Linked DNA regions of Mus musculus: all the other regions are linked to region 1. Evidence: chromatin contacts called from public HiCAR-type, Micro-C and promoter capture Hi-C data. All regions are on one chromosome and are shown on one strand. Each heading gives the region's core, a stretch centred on a gene start, on an enhancer-like site or on the middle of the called end of the contact. The rest is flanking DNA. Distances are from core to core; before and after follow the strand shown. Region 1 holds the start of Mmp2 (matrix metallopeptidase 2). Region 2 holds the start of Irx3os (a long non-coding RNA gene). Region 3 holds the start of Mt2 (metallothionein 2). Region 4 holds the start of Aktip (thymoma viral proto-oncogene 1 interacting protein). Region 5 holds the start of Mt3 (metallothionein 3). Region 6 overlaps Fto (fat mass and obesity associated). Region 7 holds the start of Ogfod1 (2-oxoglutarate and iron-dependent oxygenase domain containing 1).

Region 1 (2,915 bases), core at 326-2,825:
TGACTGGAAGATTTCTAAAATGATTGAATAAAGGCAATAAAGAGACATGTCCTGAGACCCAGCAAAGCATCTAAACCAACCCATGGCCAGTGGATGGAGAGTGGGTACCGCTTTGCAGTTGCCTCCCCATCTAGCTTATGTGATGGATGCGATGGATGCTGCTGCCAGGACGCCCTAGAGCCAGGCGCACGCTCACACAACAACTAAGCCGCAGCTCTGGAGTCTGGCCAAGAAGGAGGTCTTACTGGCCGCTGGCCGACCCCAGCCCGGCTCAGTCCGCCCCCGCCCCACGCGCCCTGGCCTTCTGCTCCTGCTCCTCAGGCCTGCCAGCCAGGCGCGTTGTTTCCTTGTGTCCTCTGATCCCAGGGAAAAGTTCAAAGAAACTCTCCTTGGACCCTCCTGGACAACTTCTGCATTAAAACAAGACATCCCTCAAAATGCACAGTCTGCTTCCCTCCAGCCTCAAATTACTTGCCAAATGGTCCCTTCCAGCATCTCACCAAAGGCCTGTCTCTAGATGTGTGCCAAAGTTTCCCAGAAGTTTGCCAAGCCTTGCTTTGGCTATCCTTTTGTGGCCAAAGGCTTATACAAATTATATGCGAAAGCACACACCCCATTTTCAAGAGATTCCCCCTTAAACTGATTGCCCTAAAGGCCTGACAAGATGCTTGCCAAAGGTTCTGTTGCCAGCTCTCCTGTTGGGTCCAAAAGACATTTATAAAGCCCTCCTAGAACCAAATCCCTTAGGTAAGTAGTCAAAGTCCCTATTATTCACAAAAGCAACCCTTTCCAGATGTTTCCCAGGGCAATCATCTCCCTCCTTTGCTTCTTCCTGGTCCCTTGGACGTACCCTGAACTCCCCCAACTTACTTATCAGTGGCCTCTTCTTACCAAAGCCTCCTCCCCCCCACCCCCACCCCCACCCCCGTTGTTTACAAAAGCCAACCTCTCCATCAACTGGCCAAGAAAGAGACCCTCAAAGATGTTTACCAAAGTTCCTCCCAAGGCTGTGTGCCAGTAGAGGGGGTCAGAAGAGGGAGGGTGGCCTGCGTCTTCTATTTCCTAAATTTGTCTAAGCCAGCATAGCAACTTACCACTGCCAACTCTTTGTCTGTTTTAGGGGCGACATCGCCGGGGAACTTGATGATGGGCGATGGTGCAGCGATGGCGCGGCCCAACAGGCAGCACAGGACGCAGAGAACCCGCAGAGGTCCGGCCAGCGCTCCCCAGGCCACTCGTGCCTCCATCGTTGCGCTCCCGGGCTCCGCGTGTCACCCTGAGGTCTCTGGCTGTGCCCTGGGGTCCGCCCGGCTGGCGCCTGCCCTGCACGGCGATCCCCTTACTCTACTGCCTCTGCTTCTCGGGGCTCAGGAGCTCATAACGGGGTCCCACGTCCCAATACACACCACTGCCGCGGGTGCTTGCAGGTCCTGGCAATCCCTTTGTATATCTAAACTCCTGGATGCACACAGAGCCTCCAGCCACCAGGGAAGTCTGGATGCAGCGGAAACAAGGGCGGGCAGACGCCAGATGTGGCCGGCTGGGCTGGAAGAGTGCTGGCAGCACCGGGTGGAGAGGGGAGGGTGGGGAAGTGAGGTCCGACCCGCCCCTCTCCTCCCCACCCCCTTTCTCAGCTTCTTCCCACCTCTTCTTCCATTCCCCATCCCCCTTCTGCCTCCAGCTACCCTGGCCCTTCTTGCTCCCTAACTGGGGGCTACCACTCCACATCTGCACCTAGGTCCTCTTTCTCTAAACAACTGGTGCGAGTCCTGAAGACTCTTATTTAAAGATTGGATCAGGGCCTTGCCTTTGGAGGGATACTGGAATCAGGACGCTGAGCTCCTGGGCACAGGAGTCCAAAAAGTGAAAGTTAGAAACAAGAGGGTCCCAACCTTTCATGATGGTCCAAAGCAGAAATGTTAGATAATCAGCCATAGAGCCACTCAAGGAAATGAATAGAAGTAGAAAGAGCCAGATAGAAATTAATAGAATCTAACCAGCCTTCCTTCTCCAAACTACACGTTTACTTGGTTTCACTGGTGGTCCTCAATAGAACACAATACAGTGATGCACACAGCACTCCAACTTGAGAAATGTTCCCTCTCTTAGGAAAGACAACTGAGTCTGACCTTACTTACTCCCCCCCCCACACACACACACAACTAATAAGAACATTCTAGAAAAGCTTCTTGGACGATGTGACTTCTGAGTTGTTCCTGGAAGAGCACCTTGGGGTACCTGGTGGGAGCAGAACACACATTTCCAGCAAGCTCTATCAAAGGAGATTCCCCCTGTCTTAAAAGTAAGGTTATCCTGCCCCAGGGGCCAGCAAGGATAATCTGGAAAGGAGGTGGGATTAGGATCTAATTAAGAAGCCAGGGCATGTGCTGAGATAGCCAGCATCACCTGCCTGAACAGAGTTGGAGATCCTGGGAGTAGAGTATGTCCTCTATCCCTTGGCTTGAAAAAGCTTAGTGGCTTGGATCTAGTGGTCTTCTGACAAGTTCAGACTTGCCCAGCAGGCTGTAGAGTGGGTTAGCCAGGGTCAGCTGCAAGGAGTCTTTTGGGACCAGAATCTGTAGGAGGGAGCTGGGCCATCTGAGGGGACAGCTCTGGCTTTGGGGAGTAGGGGGTAGAAAGGACCTCTGGGGAGGGGCGATTGTCCTCTGGCTCAGCCCCATTTGGCTCCTGGCCACCCAGTCTTGTGGATAGTCAGAGAGCCAAGCTGGAGAGCGAGTGGTGAAAGCGGAAAAAGTTGTTTCACTTAAGCAGGGGTTGAAAACTCGTGGCTTGTGGGCTGAATAGCATTTTGAAATTTGGGAAGCCTTATGTAAAAATCAGACATTCTGGTTTTGTTTAAAAGTTCCCTAGACCTGGCAACCACGGGTGCCAGTTTCCATATGGCAGCCACTAGC
Region 2 (2,700 bases), core at 110-2,609, 1.0 Mb after region 1:
CTCCCAACGACGGGGGGCACGGGCACATCGGGGAGCTGGACCAGGGGAGGGAAGAGATGGGGGCTGGTGGTTCGGAGTGTCCGACCCCGAAGCTGGTGGGCCTCTGGCTACACATAGGGCACCCCTTGTAGTTGTCCTCCAGCGCGCACAGCTTCGTGCGCCACGTGTCCTCGGCGTACACCTTTTCTGTATGCTCCTGGCGCCCTGATCCCAGACCACAGAGCGTCCGCGGCGAGCGCTTTGTGCACTGTGCCTGTTGGGAGAAAGAGGGGGTGAGGGAGAAGCTCCTGCTGGTCTCCTGCTGTTGCGCTCAGGTCTTTCCCCAATCAACTCCCGATGCACCTGCTTCTCCTCACTCTCTGTGCGAATCTGTCTGTCTGACCTAATCTCCTGGATTAAAAATCCCATGAAAAGCTTCAGCTCTCCGCGGACTCGCGAGTTTAGTCTAAGAGCTGAGTTCCACTGGCCTGGTCTTGTTGAGGAATCAGAGCCATGCAGTGACTCCAGTCGCTTGGGATACTGGGTCCCGGCGTGGGTTGCTGATTTCAGGGCCAGACCAAAGCTCTTCCCAGTTGGTCACGGGGTAACTGGTAGCTGTTTCTACTCCAGGCCTGGGATGCCTGGAGGAATCTAATTAAGCGAGGTTCTTAGGTTCATGCCTGGGTCTAGAGGTTCACCCTCTGGGCCAGGGGCGGCCCCGTGGCCGGCGTGAGTCCTTCCTGAGAACAGCCTGGCTCTTCCGGTGTTCTTTCTCTCAGCCCATCATCGCAATCGGACACAACCAGGTCGATAGCTGGTTAATGCAGTAAGGAAGGAAGGAGCATCTCAGAGGCTCTTGTGTGGTGTTGTTGTGTGGTGTTGCGTTTTGTTTTTCTTTCCCTTCTGAAAAACAAAACAAAACAAACAAACAAACAAAAAGGAATGAAATACTCGTGGTTTTGCCCAGACATGTACAGCGAAACCCCTTCGCCCACCTTGCAATCTGGCTCTGTCGCCCATTGGTCTGGTCCAGTTCTGTGTAGGTAGGTCGTCCCGGCTGTCTTAAAAGACTCACCATCCTATACACAGGAAAGATCCTGGAAAATAATGTCACCTCTATTCTACAACCCTAAGACCTTTGCTTGAGCAGGTGAGCCCTGGCTTCCTGTGACAGGTTTAACCAGAAACGGAATCAGGCTGCGGGGAAGCCATTCGAAGGCCTGAGCTGATCCTACTATGCCTCCTCTGTCCAGGCTCACCTTAAAGCCAACCTCCAGCACCAGGCAAGGAGACCAGGAGACCACAGAGAAGCTGCACAGATTCAATTTAGGAAGACCCCACATGCTGACATCGAACCCTAGACTTGGTAGCTCCCCAAACTTCTGTTTGTGTTTCTCCCACTAATTTTCTGAGTTAGTACCTCCTGGAGCCTAAGGTCAGTGGAATGCAGCCAGAGGTGGGACATGGGGGTCAAAACTGGAGGCCAGGGCCAGGGAGAAAGAAATCCATTCCCTAACTGTATTCACACTAGAGCCCGGCCAGCCCGGGACCCTTAGATTCCTCCAAGCTGGCGAGTTCCGGTTTGATTCTTAGTTCAGTCGGAGGCCCTTGGGGTGGTTTTTCTGCCTCTAAGCTAGGGCTCTTCACTCTACTGAAGAATCGCAGCCGGGGAGTTGTTCAGTCCGCAGGCCCACAGCAGGCCTGGCCCGCGCGTGGGTCGCCGCTACAGCCTTATCTGGGAGCTCCAGCTATCCCGGGAATTTCAGTATGACTTTCCACTGCACACACTAATCCGTGACGGTGGGCACTTGGACACTCACATTTCAAGTTAGATTTAGGAAATATCCTACCATAAAACCAAAGTCTTGCTCCCCGCCCCCACAATGCACACTCTCTACGGCTCTGGGGGAATTCTCGCCAAAAGAAAAACGCTGGGTCTGGGGACCAGAGAGCGGAAAGGGGAGGGGGATAGTGAAATGAATGGTCGCAATTAAAAAAAAAAAAATCACACCAACATAGAAACTTCTCGGAAGAGCTTTCGGAAAGTTCCCAGAGCCTAGGCTCTAAGTTTCTCTGCTCCTCCCCCACTCCATAGCCAGGAGCTCCACCAACTCCTTGCTTGTTCCACCAGACCACCTAGGCGCCAAACTCACTATTTCTTGTGAGGATTCTCAACAAGGTACCCTGGAGGTGTAAATGTAGCAAACTGCGGGGTTCCCCCGCCCTCCCCCCACCCAGCACAGAATAGGTCTTTTAAAGCTCGGAGAGGCAGCACTCCCAACTCCCAGGCAGCACGTTCACTCTTTTAGCTGCAGGCTTAGGCTTTGGAGAACGACCTAGGGACCAGAGCTGAAAAGTGCAAAGGGAGCCACGGGGGGGGGGGGGGGAGGGCGGGAAGCCCCGGAAGCCTGCCTTGGTCCAGGGTCCTGTCCCAACCCGGAACTACAGCTTCGAAGGGGGCTGAGAATTGAGGAGTTGGAAGACCTGAGGGGCTAGGTGACCCTGTACTAAGCCGCCACTCGTGGTCTCGGCTCTCCCCTCCGAGTGCGGGCAGGAGGGGGCGGGAAGAGACTGAGTCCAGTCCCGCCCCGCCCCGCCCGGCGCTCTGTACTCGCGGGGGAGGGCCGCCTCGCCCAGAAGGCTCCCGGGTGATTGGCGACTCCAGGAGGAGACGCAGGGAAAAGTCGAATAAGAGGGCGCGACGTCAGACTCGAGATTTGG
Region 3 (2,765 bases), core at 262-2,761, 1.3 Mb before region 1:
TGTTACTGAATTTTTAAAAATGGATTTTAGTCTGTAAGCCCAGAATTTATAAGTCTAAGGCAGAAGCTCAAGGACAGCTTAGGTTACACAGTTAAGATCTGGCCTCAAAACCAAAGGTCACCAAAATTTGAGACCAAGCTGGCTTCAGAGTTAGTGGTCCTTCTGCCTCAGGCTCTCAAGTGTTGGGGTTATTACTCGTGGGAGACGTCATATCTGACTCACTCCCATTTTTATTTACAGGTATTTCATACTTTAAGCCTAAAAACCGAAAATAATTAGGGGTAGGGATGTGGCGCATTAGAGCACCTGGGTTTAGTAAGCAGGAAGCTTTCGGTTTAATCCCCAATACACACACACACACACACACACACACACACACACACACACACACACACACGCCCAGTAGGAATGGCCCATTTCTGTGACCAATGCATGCTTCTGCATGACCACTTTCTAGGCGGTCAAAGTCCAGAGAAATATAATCCGACTAGCTCAAATTCAGCTGCTGCAGTCCCATCTCAACGCCTCTGCCAGCCCTTAACCAATGCACAGAGACAAGCTGAATTAATCAAGTCAACGGCTTTTATTGTCAGTTACATGCTTTATAGAAAAAGTTGTGGAGAACGAGTCAGGGTTGTACAAAAAAGGCTAGGCTTCTACATGGTCTATTTACACAGATGTGGGGACCCCTCCGCCCCCCTTCAGGCACAGCAGCTGCACTTGTCGGAAGCCTCTTTGCAGATGCAGCCCTGGGAGCACTTCGCACAGCCCACGGGGCAGCAGGAGCAGCAGCCTGTGGGGAGAGAAGAGTTGAACGTGAGCGAGAAACCTTGTCAGAGGCACACCACCTGAACGCTCCCGGGAGGGAAGGCGCGGCGCGGCGGGCTAGGGACCCCAGGAGAGTGACGGGGAAATGGCAGAGAAGATCCAACTTACTTTTCTTGCAGGAAGTACATTTGCATTGTTTGCATTTGCAGGCGCCAGCGCAGGAGCAGGATCCATCTAAAAGTAGAAGGCAGTCAGTGAGCGCGGTTGAGTGGGACCCGGGAGTACCTGAACGCTGTTCTCCTAGGAAGGTGAGGCAAATCACCCGGGTAGGCGAGCCACTATCTCAAGGACTAGTTTAAAGGAGCAGGAGTGCTTCAGAATTCATTCGGAAGGGGTAGCCGGTCGTACCCTTAAAGTAATTACTAAAGGAGGGGCCAAAAAGCCTGTCTAGCTCTCCCAGAAATCCCGTCAGCAGTCCCCCTTACCGGAGGCACAGGAGCAGTTGGGGTCCATGGCGAGTGGAGGCGGCGGTTGAAGATCGACGAGAGATCGGTTTGAAGAGTTCTAGGAGCGTGATGGAGAGAAGCACGCGGAGCGCGACCTTTATAGCGGAGAGTATTGGGTCGAGCGCAAAAGCTCCGCCCGGGTGGAAGGCACCATGCACGCGCCCCCGCCGCCTGCACACGCCCTTTTTCTGGCTCAAGGGATATGGCCAGCACACGCCCCTGGGCCTGCGCACGACCCGAATTCTGCAAGCGGCCCTCTTTTTGCTCGTGGGACAGAGCCTGCACACGCCCTCCCCCCACCCCCCGCGCTGAGTCACACCCCCTTTCTCTGGGCTCAGGGACTGAGAGCAAAGGAGCTGAGCGCAAAGGGTCTGCGATCCGGTGGGAACCGGTTCCAGGACACCTGCTTGCTCCCGCGCGCGCCCTTTGCGGTGCCCCGGGGCCCGAGGGGCCGGGTGCAGAGGCGATGCTGAGCGACGAGACCTCTGGCCGCCCAGATCACGCCACGGGGACACAGTTTCCGCGCATGTCTTGTGTGCTAACCTGGGTGAAAGCGGGGCTTGGAGACCCTGCGTACAGGAAAACTTAGCTGGCAGTGTGAACCGGTTACAAAAACCAGCCCTACCCCTGGCTTAACTGCTGTTGGTGATGTACTCCTGCCCCCCTGCGTGTCACGTGCTGCGGGCACCGTAAGAGCTGTCGTTTTTCCTTACAAACGCTGGTTGGAGTGTTCATTATTCTCACCGTAGAAAAGTGGAAACGGAGACGCAGTCACATAGTCACTTGCCCAAGATGAGTGTAGGGTTCGAATCCACTAAGGCACCAGCCAGTTGTCAAGAGACTAGAGACCATAGACACAAGCCTTGTGCTAAGACTTACTCTTGGGGGGCGGGGGGAGGGCAGCGAGTGACAGGAAAAAATGGTGGGGGTCTTTGCTGGAGGTGGAATTCAAGAGAACGAAAGCAGTCCATTCTGGGAGGATATGGACCAGGGCCCTTTGCCAGGGTGTTTGCCAAGTAGGAAGGGCCAGATGGTGGTGTTCTGAAACACACGGATGGAAAGCCCCACGTAACCCGACCCACCTCCACCCACGGGTGGATGCTGAGGGGAAGGGTGGAGATGGCAGCCAAAATTTCTTCCCCTGGAGGTACATGGTGTTTCCCCACTTGCTTAAGTCTGCTGAAATCAGACTGGAAGTCATAGCTGGAATGTCTGTGTCATCTGCAGAGCCAGGAAACTGGTGCCGGAAGCTTCCCGGCAGGCCGACTCGGATACTTTCAACGGAGGCTGTGGGTGGGTTGTAACAGGACAGGCTGTCCTCGCAGCTCTTAGTGAAAACTGGGGCAATGCCTTCTTGACTCATTCCAGGCATTACTGGATGCCCACGGCTGTCCATGGATTGTGTGATTAAACACCGTGTCCTTTCCCTTCCTGGCACTTTCTGTGGCTGCCCTGGCTATGAACTTGAACCGGATTGATTTCTGGGCTCCC
Region 4 (2,700 bases), core at 18-2,517, 1.7 Mb after region 1:
TAAACTGAAAGGAGCAGGTAACCAAAATGGCTGAGTTACATGGGGAAGGGCTTCTAGGGAGAAAGGCAGCATGTTTCCCGGGCGGGGAAAAATTAGAGTAGGGGCCAGACATATCTTGTAACAAGTAGGGACTAAGGGATGCAGGCCACAGTAGAAACAGAGACTGTAGGCTGCAAGTCTGGCCATTTAAGATTTACACAGCCAAATATTGCCAGATTTCTTCCTTCCTTCCTTCCTTCCTTCCTTCCTTCCTTCCTTCCTTCCTTCCTTCCTTCTTTTTTTTTTTTTTTGGGGGGGGGGGTTCAAGACAGGGTTTTTCTGTGTAGCCCTGGCTGTCCTGGAACTCTGTAGACCAGGCTGGCCTAGAACTCGGAAATCTGCCTACCACTGCCTACCAAGTGCTGGGATTAAAGGCGTGCGCGCCACCACTGCCCGGCGCCAGAATTATTTCTTAAGTACATCAGTGTTGTTCGATAATAGTCGTTACAGAGGGTCATCTTGGCCACTGGGCAGAATTATGCTTTTCTCCAGAGAAACGGGGCTTTATGTCAGGCCAGAACTTCAGGATGCTTGTATCCGTTAGAGACACGTTCTTTGATACGCTAATGTGTTTAATGGCTGGTTGTAAATCAGGGTTGTCTTTTTTTTGGTTATGGGAATGGAACCTAATGCACATCAATCCCCGGGAAGAAACATTTACAGAATTCTTTCTAACAAGCCTGATAACTTTGGATTTATTGTAAAGGTAGCACTACCTCAGCTAAATTCTACTCTGTGTCACTTATTGTCTCCTAAGCAAGTTGATTAATAAATCCCATCACTCCCACCAGGGAGCTGCAGACCTCCCTCTCCAGCCAGTGGCTCAGAGTCCAGGCCTGGATACCGGCTGACGCTTGGCGGAGCCAAGAGCTAGCAGCAATCACTGCCGGAGACTGGCTATAGTGGCTGCCGCATAAACCTCTGGGTGGGTATCCATGGTGACTGACACACGCCACGTCCAATGGCGGCCTGGTGCCTGTTTGTTTCTCGTCCCAGCCTCCCCAGGGATTGAAGCTTCTTTGACTGACAGCTCGTCCCTGGGCGCTGTTACGTAAGGGGGAGGTACGAGCGCGGCCCCACCCGAGCGGCGCTAACTTGATTGGCAGGACGGAGCTCCAAGCCCCAACACCTCCCGGAAGTACGTTTTTGATGGACGGCGAGAGAGAGCCATTCGGCATGGGTATCCGAGCGGAAGCGCCCAGTCTAGGGCGTGTCCAGGGCGTGTCCCGCTGAGGGCAGGGCGGGGCGGGGCTCTGCGGGAGAGGAGCGGCAGGGGCCGGGCTGCAGGACAGCCGGAGATGCTGTTGGCCCGCGGTGGCGCTCGGCCCCCAGCGCTCCGCACCGAGGGCATCCAGGTAAGCGTCTCACCTCTGGGCTGGTGGCTACCGAGTCGTCAGGACAGAGGGTTTGTGTCCGCGGCCCGGCGTTCGGTTCCCTGGGGTGCGCTAGGGACCGGGGCGACGGCGGCCGCGCGGGGACACGGGGGCGGGGCCGCACCTGTGCGCTGCAGGCACCTGCTGCACCCGAGGAAGAGGGCGGCAGGGTTGGTGGCGCTCTGCTCCGCTTGGTCTGCCCCTCCTGCGCTGGGTCCCGTCTGTCTGGCGAGGGGCTGACATGAAGCCCCAGGCTCTCGGCCTCGGCTGCAGACTAGCGGGCCCAGCCAGCCTCCAACTCGCTTCCAGGCTAGGGCCGGGCACCAGCCTTACATCACCTCGGGACAGGTTTGTCCAGATTCTCTACGTGCTCCGAAATGGGATTGTGCCCCGGGCCAGGGTGCCCGGCCCAGCTAGCTGCCCAGCCAGCCGGGCTGTCGGAGGCCCGGGCTGTTTACTTTTCCTCGGTCCTGTCTGGTGGCCTCTTAATGTGGAATTTCGTAAACCCTTTTTGGGGTGATAACATTAGTTAGCTCTGTGTCACAGAAGAACGATGGTAGCTAGGTCTCATTGGCCCTCTGCGGTATACTCACTGTCGCATAGGTGAAGATGCAGACTTCGCTCAGCTGTGTAAATGCATGCAATCATTTTTTTTTTTTAAGAGTCAGAGGAGCAGGAAGTCTGGTGGTATTTTCTGCGAATAAGGATGGAACCTGTTTTCCTTACATCTGTCATTACTATTGGACGATGTCATGCTATGCTTATGGTAGATTGCTCATCTAGCAAACTGTAGTTTCTGAAAAGTTGGCTACGGTTCCTTGTGCTTATGTTGCTATTGGAACCACTGAGTTAAAAATATGGCTGCGCTGGACGGTACATGGTACCTTTTGGAGGAACTGAGGGCCATGTACTGAATTTTTAAAGGCAGAAGACATGAAAGGTGCCCAGTGCCAGTACATTTACAAATAGGAAATGCCACGCCTCTCAAGAGGTGAAGAAAAACCTTGAGAAAACATGTGTGTCTAGGCAGTGGGTTACTAGTCCTTAAGGAAAATATATAGTTTTCATTTGAGCCAAACAGGAACATAACCCTCCTTGAATTTTTGATGCACTATGGTGTCAGCCACCTTTAAAAGCAGGTTTGCAAAGCCCTACCTGGCTGCAAGTCAGCAAGTTAGTGGGAGAAGTGGGATCCCTGTCCTCTGGTTTAATTACTGGGTGACACTGTCTCCTGGAAAGCACGGCAGCAGTTATAGGCACTGGCTGGTACCCACCCATGGATGCTATA
Region 5 (2,700 bases), core at 24-2,523, 1.3 Mb before region 1:
GTGTGCGCGGGCGCACATATGTGCCCAGTCTGATGTCGGCATCTGTCTCCATCAAAGGGCAGAGGAAAGCAGTATGGGAGGCTGGACAGTCATCAGGCTTTGCCCAGGACAGGTGGCTCTCCCTTCATACTGCCACATCAGGTCTGACTCAGCATCCATGGTACTGCAGTGACTGCCGGGCCTCTGTAGAGAGTCACCCTATAACTAGCACACAGCTCTTTGGGTGGGTGCTAGGGAATTCCCTGGGAATGCTGGGCTCAGGCCTGGGCCAGAGGGAGAGTTAGGTCTGGTGGAAAAGGCAAGCCAATGTAAAAGGTACTGAGACGGAATTGCAGCAGGGAAGGGGCAGGGATAATGTCGAGGCCAGCACATCCGTGAGATCTATGCATAGCCACACTCGAGAAGAAGAAAGCGCTGGTCCTACCTCTACACCTCACCCCAAGCATATTACATCGCTGAAATCTGGAAAGAGCAGATTGAGGAGACCCCACAAAGCCTAAGAAGGGCCAAGGCACTACAACTTTAAAGCTGACCCCCCCATTCTTCCTTGGGGATCCTCGGGCTCTGGAAAAATCGAAGAGTGGGGCTCAGCTTTCAAAGCGGCTATCTTAATAGCTTCCGGAAATTCATCAAAATATCCCCCTTACATTGGGTTAATTAACATTGGTTGTAATAGCCTCGGTATCTGAAGGTCTGCAGCAGGAAGCTTTGCTTCATAGTGTCTGGTGGGGGTGGGGTGGGCGCGGCGGGAGGTTATGGCAGGGGTTGGGGGTGGGGGGGTGCACTCACTCTTCTTGCAGTTCGTGCATTTGCAGCCCTTGCACTTGCATTTGTCCGAGCAGGTGCAGGAACCACCTAAGAGAGCACACGAAGAATTATACTAGGGAAACCTGGCGTCCCCATGCCTAAATGAAGATTATCATCATCACAGGGTTAAAGATGGGGGTAGGGGGAAGGGACTCCTCCCCCAAATGTCCTTGAGTGAAGACAGAGGAGTGGGTTCTTTGCCAGGAAAGGGCAAAGTGCTGCAGGAGGGGGAAGGGGCTCACCAGTAGGACAGGGGCAGGTCTCAGGGTCCATATCCAGTCCAGCAGCCGCCGTAGCTTGGTTCCTCCCGGCAAGCGGATGCGCTACGTAGCCAGGGCAGCAGGTGGCAAGGCTTTTATAGCCCCAGGCGGGGGCGCGCAAGCAGCGACTTGGCGCCCGCCCCTATGCACGCACAGCGCCTGCTCTCCGTGTGTGTGCACTGCTGTCCCGAGTCTCCACTGAGTGTAGGACCAAAGTAGCCTGTCCGCTGTCCACTCCTTGCCACTGCAGCCGTCTCCCTGAAGGTGCCTGCGCAGTACCATCTTTGCAAGTTGAGAGAGACAAATTAGTATTGCCCCTTCCCGTAGGTTCTTCTCCCTCTTCTCCCAGATTGTCTTGATCAGTTTGGTCCAAACGGGATGCTGAGCAGTGAGCCTGCTGCTGATCATCTCAGCAGCAGCAGCAGCAGCAGCAGCAGCAGCAGCAAAGATGCTCCCAAGATGCTTGAAGAAGGCTAGAAAGGGGAGACCTGACAGATCCTACCTGACACCTGCAGTTTGGTGGGAAGACTCGTGGCCTTTTCTGTCCCAATATTTCCTATAAAGCCCTTCTACAGGACCCTGAGCACCTCCTTAGCCCAGATAAATTTTACAGAGACACCCACTAGGGACCACCATTCTCTGTTTGGAGGTAGTTCGAGGTTGCTTCTCTTTGTTATTGAGACAGAGTCTTAGGTAGTCCAGTCTAGTCTTTTTTTTTATGTAACCAAGGAATTATACAAATTGTTTTGCAGCCAAGGAAGACCTAAACTCTTAATCCCTTCTGTATCCACCTGCCAGCTGCTGGGATCAAAGGTGCACACCACCGATGCTAGCTTTATTTTTTATTTATTTTGTTTAACTTATTTTTGAGATGGGAGTATCTCAAACTCTTAATCCTCTTGTAGCCCAAGCTGGCTGCTTTGAACTCAGGGTTCTCCTGTCTCAATCTCTTGAGTGCTGGGATAATGAATGTGCAACACCATACTTGGCCTCAGGGTTAGGCTGTCAGGGGTGGGATGGGGTGGGATGCCCTGGGACGAGGTGGGATGCAGTGGTGAGATACCCAGCCCTACTCTAATCGTCCATCAGACAGAACTGAGCTTCTATTCCAAATCTGAGCTGAACAAGTGGACTTCAAAATGGCTTGGCCAAGGAGGGGTGTGTTGGGGTATGTGACGGTGCACATGCAGGTACAGACCAGAGGACGACATTGGTGTCCTCTATCACCCTTTGCCTCACTGCCTCGAGATGGAGTCTCTGGCTGAACTGGATGCTTGCTGGTCAGCAAGGGTGGCAGGCTGGGGGTTCCCTGTCTTGCTCCCCCTCTCCCGGTGCTGCGGTACTAAGCATGTGCAGTTGTGCCTGACTTTCATGTGGATGCTGAACATCAGAACTCAGCTCCTCATGCTTGCATAGCAAGTGTACGTACCAACCGGGTTCTTTCCCCAGCCACCCAGGGTTTTCCTTTGTAGACCCAATACCCGTGATCCTTGAGGTTAAGTTTCAGTGGAGTTAAAAAACAAGGAAGAAAAGAAGAAAGGAGGAGAGGATGAGAAGGACCAGGAGAGGAGATGGAGTCTCCCTCCTGTGCCATTGAGCTTGAAGCTGGGGCTCATTCTAATGGTGGTGCCGA
Region 6 (2,756 bases), core at 245-2,744, 1.4 Mb after region 1:
TGAGTTGAGAGAGTACTAAGAAATCTCATAGAATTTAGCTTAAAGAGACGAAAGGTTCAAAAGAGAAAGGGCAGGAAATCTGAAAGCTAGGTGGAGAGGTTTCAATTTATGTTGAAACTGTAGAATAGAAAAGATACGGTGGAACATATCCCGAAATACAAGATAAAATGGAAACAAGAGGTGCGTCCTGTGGATCCGTAGACACTGGCAGATGGGGGTGATGTCTCTAAAGTGCTTATGAGAAATTATGCTGAATCTTTAAAATGTGCTTAATATTTTTGAACATGTGAATGTGAAGTACATGTTTGTATGTCTGTGTGCATGTATGTGCACATGGAGGTCAGAGGTCAGCATCTGCCTTCTGTGATTGTTCTTCAGCTTGTATTTTGAGTCAGGGTCTCTCAGTGGACCCGGGCCTGCCAATCTGTCCAGTGGACCTGGGCCTGTCAATCTGTCCAGACAAGCTGAGCAGTGAGCCCCGAGATACTCTTATCTTTGCTCTCCCAGCTTTTTAGAATTATAGATGTTCATTGCCAAGGATGGCTTGTATGTGTGTACGTGTGCGTGTGTTCGTGTGTATGTACACTCAGGTCCTCTTGTTTGCAGGGCAAAAATATCATTGATTGATTCATCTCATTAGCCTAATGTGGTTTTTAAAATTTAAATGTATTTTTATGTGTATGAGTATTTTGCCTGCATGGTTATCTGTGCATCGTGTATATCCTTGGTACCTGTGGAGGCCAGAAGAGGGCATTAGATGCCGTGCAAGTGGACTTACAGATAGTTGTGAGTCACCCTGTGGGTGCTAGAAACTGGAAGAGCAGCCAGTGTTCTTAACCACTGAGCCATCTTTCCAGCCCCCTGATGTGATTATCTGCTTAGGTTTACTTCTATTCTGCTATCCCTCTGTCTGTTCCTCCTTCCTTCTTTTTTTTTTTTTCTTTAAGGACTCCAATGTTCTTTGTCACAGTGTTACATTTGTTACATTCTCTCTCTCTACACACACACACACACACACACACACACACACACACACACACACACACCCCTTCTGTTCCTTAAGACCCACAGATCAAAATAAACTACAGCTCTCCTGGGGTCATGGGACTTCTTCCAATTTCCGTTTCAAAAAAGTGAACCTTCACCGCAAACCCTGGTTTGGGGGGGGGGGCGGGCAGGTTAGTTACTTCCATGCTCGTCTGCAGTGGTAAACCTGTATTCCTGACTTTCTTAAATTCTACTTTCTGTCTCAACATCCAGACCCTCTGTAGGATGGAGGCTTTAATCTAGCTGCTTACCCTTTCTGTTCAGGTCCTTCCAGTGTGTAATGCATCTTGTCTACAAACCCAGCTACGACTTGTCTTCTTGTGTTCCTTTACTGTCTCATTCCTGCCATCTCTGTGGTTGGGGGCAAAGGGCACGCACGTAGTGTGATGCAGGAAGGCACAGGATTCTTCAGGACAGTTTCTCAGCAGGGGATTACCCAGGCTACAGTGACTCACAGGACTTTGAAGGGTTCTGACTCATACAGTGAAACTGCCCTCCTGGTATCAATTCACATGTCCATCAGAGGACAACTCCCATTTCTTCATCGAATCAAACACCAGTTATTACCAAACTTGTACATTTTTAGCAAATTGACTAATGAAAAACAAGTTCTCCTGCTCCAATTTACATCCTTTCTGAGTCAGGTTAAATAACTCTTCTTCTATCTATTGTTACTATGGAAAGACAATGAACTCAGAGTCGATGTAATTCAATCATTGAGACTTCTGTCATCTCTCCTTTTGCTGAGCAGCTGTCTAGGGGAAGGACCAGGTCTCCAGCAGAGCCACCTTCATGTGTGCTGGATAACATGCCACTTTCCATGTTCTCCTTATTTAAGACGGCAATACTTGGCCTCCATTCAACCAAGTTAGCTGCAATATTTTTTAGTCTCAAAGGCCTCTCTTTTAAGGGAAAAAAACTCAACAAAAACCACAGATTCAAAATAACATGCACAAGCTCTTCACATAACTTGAAAACCAATTTACTTGTCTCACTGACTTAACTTTTTAAAGTTCTCAGCTCTAATCACCATTTTGGGGGCTGTACAATACAGTCCAAGTTTCAAATGAGAAAAGGTCTCCTGAAGAAAACTGCCAAACGAATGCAAAAGCAACTGAAGTGAAGCCAAAGGGAAGTATGGTTAAGGAGTGACTGGGAATGGCTAGACCTTGGGGGATGTTTACATACCTGAAGGAAGTGATATTAATATCAAAGCAGTGCATGTAACAGGATAGAATGGAAGAGCCTGTCCTAAGGACCAGTGACTCCCAGCAGCTCTCCAGTGGCCCTGACACTGCCCTGCATGCCGATGCTAAGTTCTCCAGGCTGCTCCAGATTCTTCAGCTGGAACCAGAGATGCTACTTACTGAGACCCTGCCCCGCACCACCACACAGGCTTTGATTTTGAAAGTGAATCCAACCACTCAGGTTAACGAGAGCAACTGCTGAGTTTAGAAATCCCTTGCTGCCCTTTCTACTGACATCCTAGCTCTGAGGACCTAATAACAAACTCTTTGACATTTCCAAAAGGCAAAAATCCCTCCTGATCAGAAGAAAAAGCCACGTTCTCTCAGCTGTGTTCAAGGGCACTTAGCATCCTGAAATTATACACCTTGGTAGCCCATCAAAAGGTCAGGAGTCAGAGCTCCATGCCACTTTGCCATGTGTCTGGCCAGGGTTTAGCACAATCAAACCTGGCACTTCCCTGC
Region 7 (2,700 bases), core at 170-2,669, 1.2 Mb before region 1:
ACAGACCAGAAGAGGGCATCGGATCCCATTACAGATGTTGTGAGCCATGAGGTTACTGGGAATTGAACTCAGGACCTCTGTAAGAACAGTCAGTGCTCTTAAACACTGAACCATCTCTCCAGCCCCACATTTTAGATTCTTAACTCATTCTCTCCAGAGCGAAGTAAAACAAATAATAAGAGTAGCAAAACTGGCTGGCTATTTCTCTTTAATACCACCCTTTCTTTCCCTAAATTTCTGGGTTTAAAAACAAAACAAAACAAAACAAAACAAAAAAAAAAAAAACAGGTGGTTTTTAACCTCTAACTGATTTCACTTCCACTAGATTATGAATAACAACCAATCTTGACCCAGTGGTGCCTTATAAGCATTATTTCATTTATATTCTCTACAACTGAGGAATCGATGATATAGTCACTACGCCTTTGCAACAGACAAAGAAACTGAGAAGTCTCTGGGCAGCCGGAGCCTGCATTTTATGTAATCATCTTCTGCCTGCGTCCTGAGCGCCCAGGGGTTCCCCTGTTTAAACACTCAAATGAAACAGACAATCGGCAAGTCTGAGAAAATTCAAGACGCACCCAGCCAGAGTCACATTGTATAAGGTAATAACTTGTAGCTATGTCTGGAATGATCGTTCCTTTCAAGATTATGTTGGTTTTGTGCGTCACTTAGGCCAACGACAAGGTACGTGAAAACTGGTAAATCCAGGTGCTTGCTTCTCTGGCAGCTTTCAACACCAGCGTGGGTTAGACAGTCCACGTAACAGCGGAGAGTGACCCTCGCTTGCTAGCTATTTACCGGTTCTCAAGGAAACGTTTATGAATGTCTACAAACATTAGTTTGTCAATCCCATCTTTCGGAGGGGGAATACTATTAACGATTCCGTTTTATAAACGAAGAAACTGGCCCTTAAGCAAAGTTATATGCATTGCCCAATGACGTACAATCAGCAGAGGGATTCTGAGTGACCTCTGATTCTAGAATTCAACCCCCAGGCTACATGTCTCCCACTTCCCCATAGTGTCCGGAGCTTATATTTATTTTCCTCCCCAGGCTTGCCAAATCAAGCAGAATATGGAATGAACCGAGCAGCAGTCAGCGCCCGGGTCGGAGGTGGCTGCGATCCTCCCCACACCTCTTGCTGCCGCGCCTCCCTACAGCACCCCATTACCATGGCTGAACGGTGTCCGGCAGCTCCAGGCCTCAGCCACCTGCTTCCTCAGGATTTCTTCAGTGACAGCGTCCGAAAACTCTGCCGATACCTGCTTCTTTCCCTTCTTCATTGGCCGCGCTGGGCCAGGATCCGCCGGCCGCTTCCCGTTCATCTTCTCACGGTGCACAGACCCACGCCAAGGAAGTCAGGACGCTACTTCCCTCCAGAAACTACAGTTCCCGAAAACCCTCTTTCCTTATTTCACCAGCATTACCCAATGGAAAGGCAGTAAAGCACAGGGAGGCGGGATCTCCACAAAAATAACCAATGGGAGATCAACATATTGCGTCACGCCGCCAGCAATTGGTCAAATGGTCGCAGTGGCCTGCCTCCCAACTTCCTGCCTCCGGAGCGTATTCACTTCCGGCGTGTGTTCCGCGCCTCTTGCTCTCGACTGTTAATGGCGGGTGGTGGCTGCTGAGCGGGACGCAGATAACCGCTGCCCGCCCCGCGGACGTCTCCCCGGGCCCCCGCTTTCTGCACGTCCCCGGCGTCGGAGCTGTTCAGCATGTCTGTGGTGCCGCCCAATCGCTCGCAGACGGGCTGGCCCCGGGGGGTCAACCAGTTCGGCAACAAGTACATCCAGCAGACCAAGCCCCTCACCCTGGAGCGCACCATTAATCTGTAAGTGCGGCGCGGCCTCGGCCGTTGATGCTCTCCCAGTGCGCGCTCCTCCCTCACGCCGGATGCGGGTTGTCCCTTCCGGGATGCGCGCTTTCTTTCCTAGACCTGTTTCTCGACCCCGACTTGGCAGTTTTCCTATTTTAAAAGCGAGGTTCGTTTCCCCCTTTCCCTTCATTCAGCCATGGTTAGAACCTGCGTTTGCTTTGAATTCATAATGTGTGTATCCTTTCAATCCGTTGCTGGTTGTTTCATCGCACATGTATTTGTGTTTATTTGAACAATTCTCAGTTTTGTAGGGTGTACATTTCTTTTACAGTAACTTTTCCAGATTAACCTCTGACATCCTAGTTTTTTTTTTTCCCCCTTTAAATGTTGGGTAGTGTTCCATCCAGTGGCCACATTTTATTAATTTTCGCGCTGTTTGGTCTACCTTTTTGCATTTGTATGTCTTGTCTACCAAAGTGCCAACATACAGTATCATTGCAGACTCCCAGTAGACCTAAAATTGCGAGGACACACTCTGTTGTCTGGTTGTACTTTCAGAGGTCGGAGGTACCTTACATGTTGTCCCGACAGCCTGTTTGCAGGCTGTTTTGTTTTCAACAAACCTTTGTCTTAAGCAGATGATTGCATTTCGGGATCACTCAAACAAAATTTTGTTGTGGCAAGAAATTGAGATTGGGATATAGCTTATAATGTTTGGTACCTCATTCCCTAGTGTGGAGCTGATTCTAATGGGAAAAAAGTGTCCAGTTTAGACTGGTTATTTGTTTAAAATGTGCAAGACATTGCTGAGAGTGGGGTTTGTGTAAGTCATTTTAGTGACTCACCTTTCATATTCAAATAAATAAACAAATCTC

Evidence for each region. Promoter capture Hi-C pulls out the DNA fragments that hold promoters and counts their contacts. Hi-C and Micro-C count contacts between places; a contact is called where the count stands out from the background. HiCAR-type assays count read pairs that join an accessible place to other places.
Region 2: a contact with region 1 is called in a Micro-C map of embryonic stem cells, with 3 times the contacts expected there. The contact joins the promoter of Irx3os here to the promoter of Mmp2 in region 1. A contact is called at or near these places in 2 of 39 promoter capture datasets (embryonic stem cells and pre-B cells), 1 of 484 Hi-C or Micro-C datasets (embryonic stem cells), 2 of 115 datasets of contacts at active chromatin or transcription factors (embryonic midbrain and embryonic stem cells) and 1 of 9 other capture datasets (embryonic stem cells).
Region 3: a promoter capture Hi-C map of embryonic stem cells shows a contact between it and region 1, with 4 times the contacts expected there. The contact joins the promoter of Mt2 here to the promoter of Mmp2 in region 1. A contact is called at or near these places in 5 of 39 promoter capture datasets (the 3T3-L1 cell line, cranial neural crest, embryonic stem cells and 2 more) and 2 of 115 datasets of contacts at active chromatin or transcription factors (astrocytes and embryonic forebrain).
Region 4: a contact with region 1 is called in a promoter capture Hi-C map of the HPC-7 cell line, with 5 times the contacts expected there. The contact joins the promoter of Aktip here to the promoter of Mmp2 in region 1. A contact is called at or near these places in 4 of 39 promoter capture datasets (the 3T3-L1 cell line, 3T3-L1-derived adipocytes, the HPC-7 cell line and 1 more).
Region 5: a contact with region 1 is called in a promoter capture Hi-C map of embryonic stem cells, with 3 times the contacts expected there. The contact joins the promoter of Mt3 here to the promoter of Mmp2 in region 1. A contact is called at or near these places in 3 of 39 promoter capture datasets (embryonic stem cells, pre-B cells and stem cell-derived epiblast-like cells).
Region 6: a promoter capture Hi-C map of the 3T3-L1 cell line shows a contact between it and region 1, with 6 times the contacts expected there. The contact joins the enhancer-like site here to the promoter of Mmp2 in region 1. A contact is called at or near these places in 6 of 39 promoter capture datasets (the 3T3-L1 cell line, cranial neural crest, hippocampal neurons and 2 more) and 1 of 484 Hi-C or Micro-C datasets (palatal mesenchyme).
Region 7: a contact with region 1 is called in a HiCAR-type map of astrocytes, with 2.4 times the contacts expected there. The contact joins the promoter of Ogfod1 here to the promoter of Mmp2 in region 1. A contact is called at or near these places in 1 of 39 promoter capture datasets (neutrophils) and 3 of 115 datasets of contacts at active chromatin or transcription factors (astrocytes, embryonic forebrain and large pre-B cells).

The regions. Positions count from the first base shown.
Region 1 is chr8:92,825,957-92,828,871 of GRCm38.p6, reverse strand. Mmp2 (matrix metallopeptidase 2) reads right to left here and starts at 1,575. Exons shown (of 13, transcript NM_008610.3): 1 at 1,095-1,575. The coding sequence starts at 1,247.
Region 2 is chr8:91,801,995-91,804,694 of GRCm38.p6, reverse strand. Irx3os (a long non-coding RNA gene) reads right to left here and starts at 1,359. Exons shown (of 4, transcript XR_003947581.1): 1 at 975-1,359; 2 at 1-882.
Region 3 is chr8:94,171,364-94,174,128 of GRCm38.p6, reverse strand. It overlaps Mt2 (metallothionein 2), which reads right to left and starts at 1,511. Exons shown (of 3, transcript NM_008630.2): 1 at 1,254-1,511; 2 at 937-1,002; 3 at 562-793. The coding sequence starts at 1,281. The coding sequence ends at 702. Gm39227 (a long non-coding RNA gene) reads left to right here and starts at 2,474. Exons shown (of 3, transcript XR_879107.2): 1 at 2,474-2,765.
Region 4 is chr8:91,132,594-91,135,293 of GRCm38.p6, reverse strand. Aktip (thymoma viral proto-oncogene 1 interacting protein) reads left to right here and starts at 1,267. Exons shown (of 10, transcript NM_001302266.1): 1 at 1,267-1,394.
Region 5 is chr8:94,151,180-94,153,879 of GRCm38.p6, reverse strand. It overlaps Mt3 (metallothionein 3), which reads right to left and starts at 1,273. Exons shown (of 3, transcript NM_013603.2): 1 at 1,050-1,273; 2 at 790-855. The coding sequence starts at 1,080.
Region 6 is chr8:91,394,594-91,397,349 of GRCm38.p6, reverse strand. All of the region lies in intron 1 of Fto (fat mass and obesity associated), which reads right to left. Among named protein-coding and RNA genes, the nearest start is that of 4831440D22Rik, 72 kb to the left of the region's middle. Within about 2 kb of position 1,494, at least 118 of the 459 cell types and tissues checked have an H3K27ac peak or open chromatin away from gene starts, as enhancers often do.
Region 7 is chr8:94,035,917-94,038,616 of GRCm38.p6, reverse strand. It overlaps Ogfod1 (2-oxoglutarate and iron-dependent oxygenase domain containing 1), which reads right to left and starts at 1,419. Exons shown (of 13, transcript NM_177767.4): 1 at 1,175-1,419. The coding sequence starts at 1,328. Nudt21 (nudix (nucleoside diphosphate linked moiety X)-type motif 21) reads left to right here and starts at 1,578. Exons shown (of 7, transcript NM_026623.3): 1 at 1,578-1,840. The coding sequence starts at 1,725.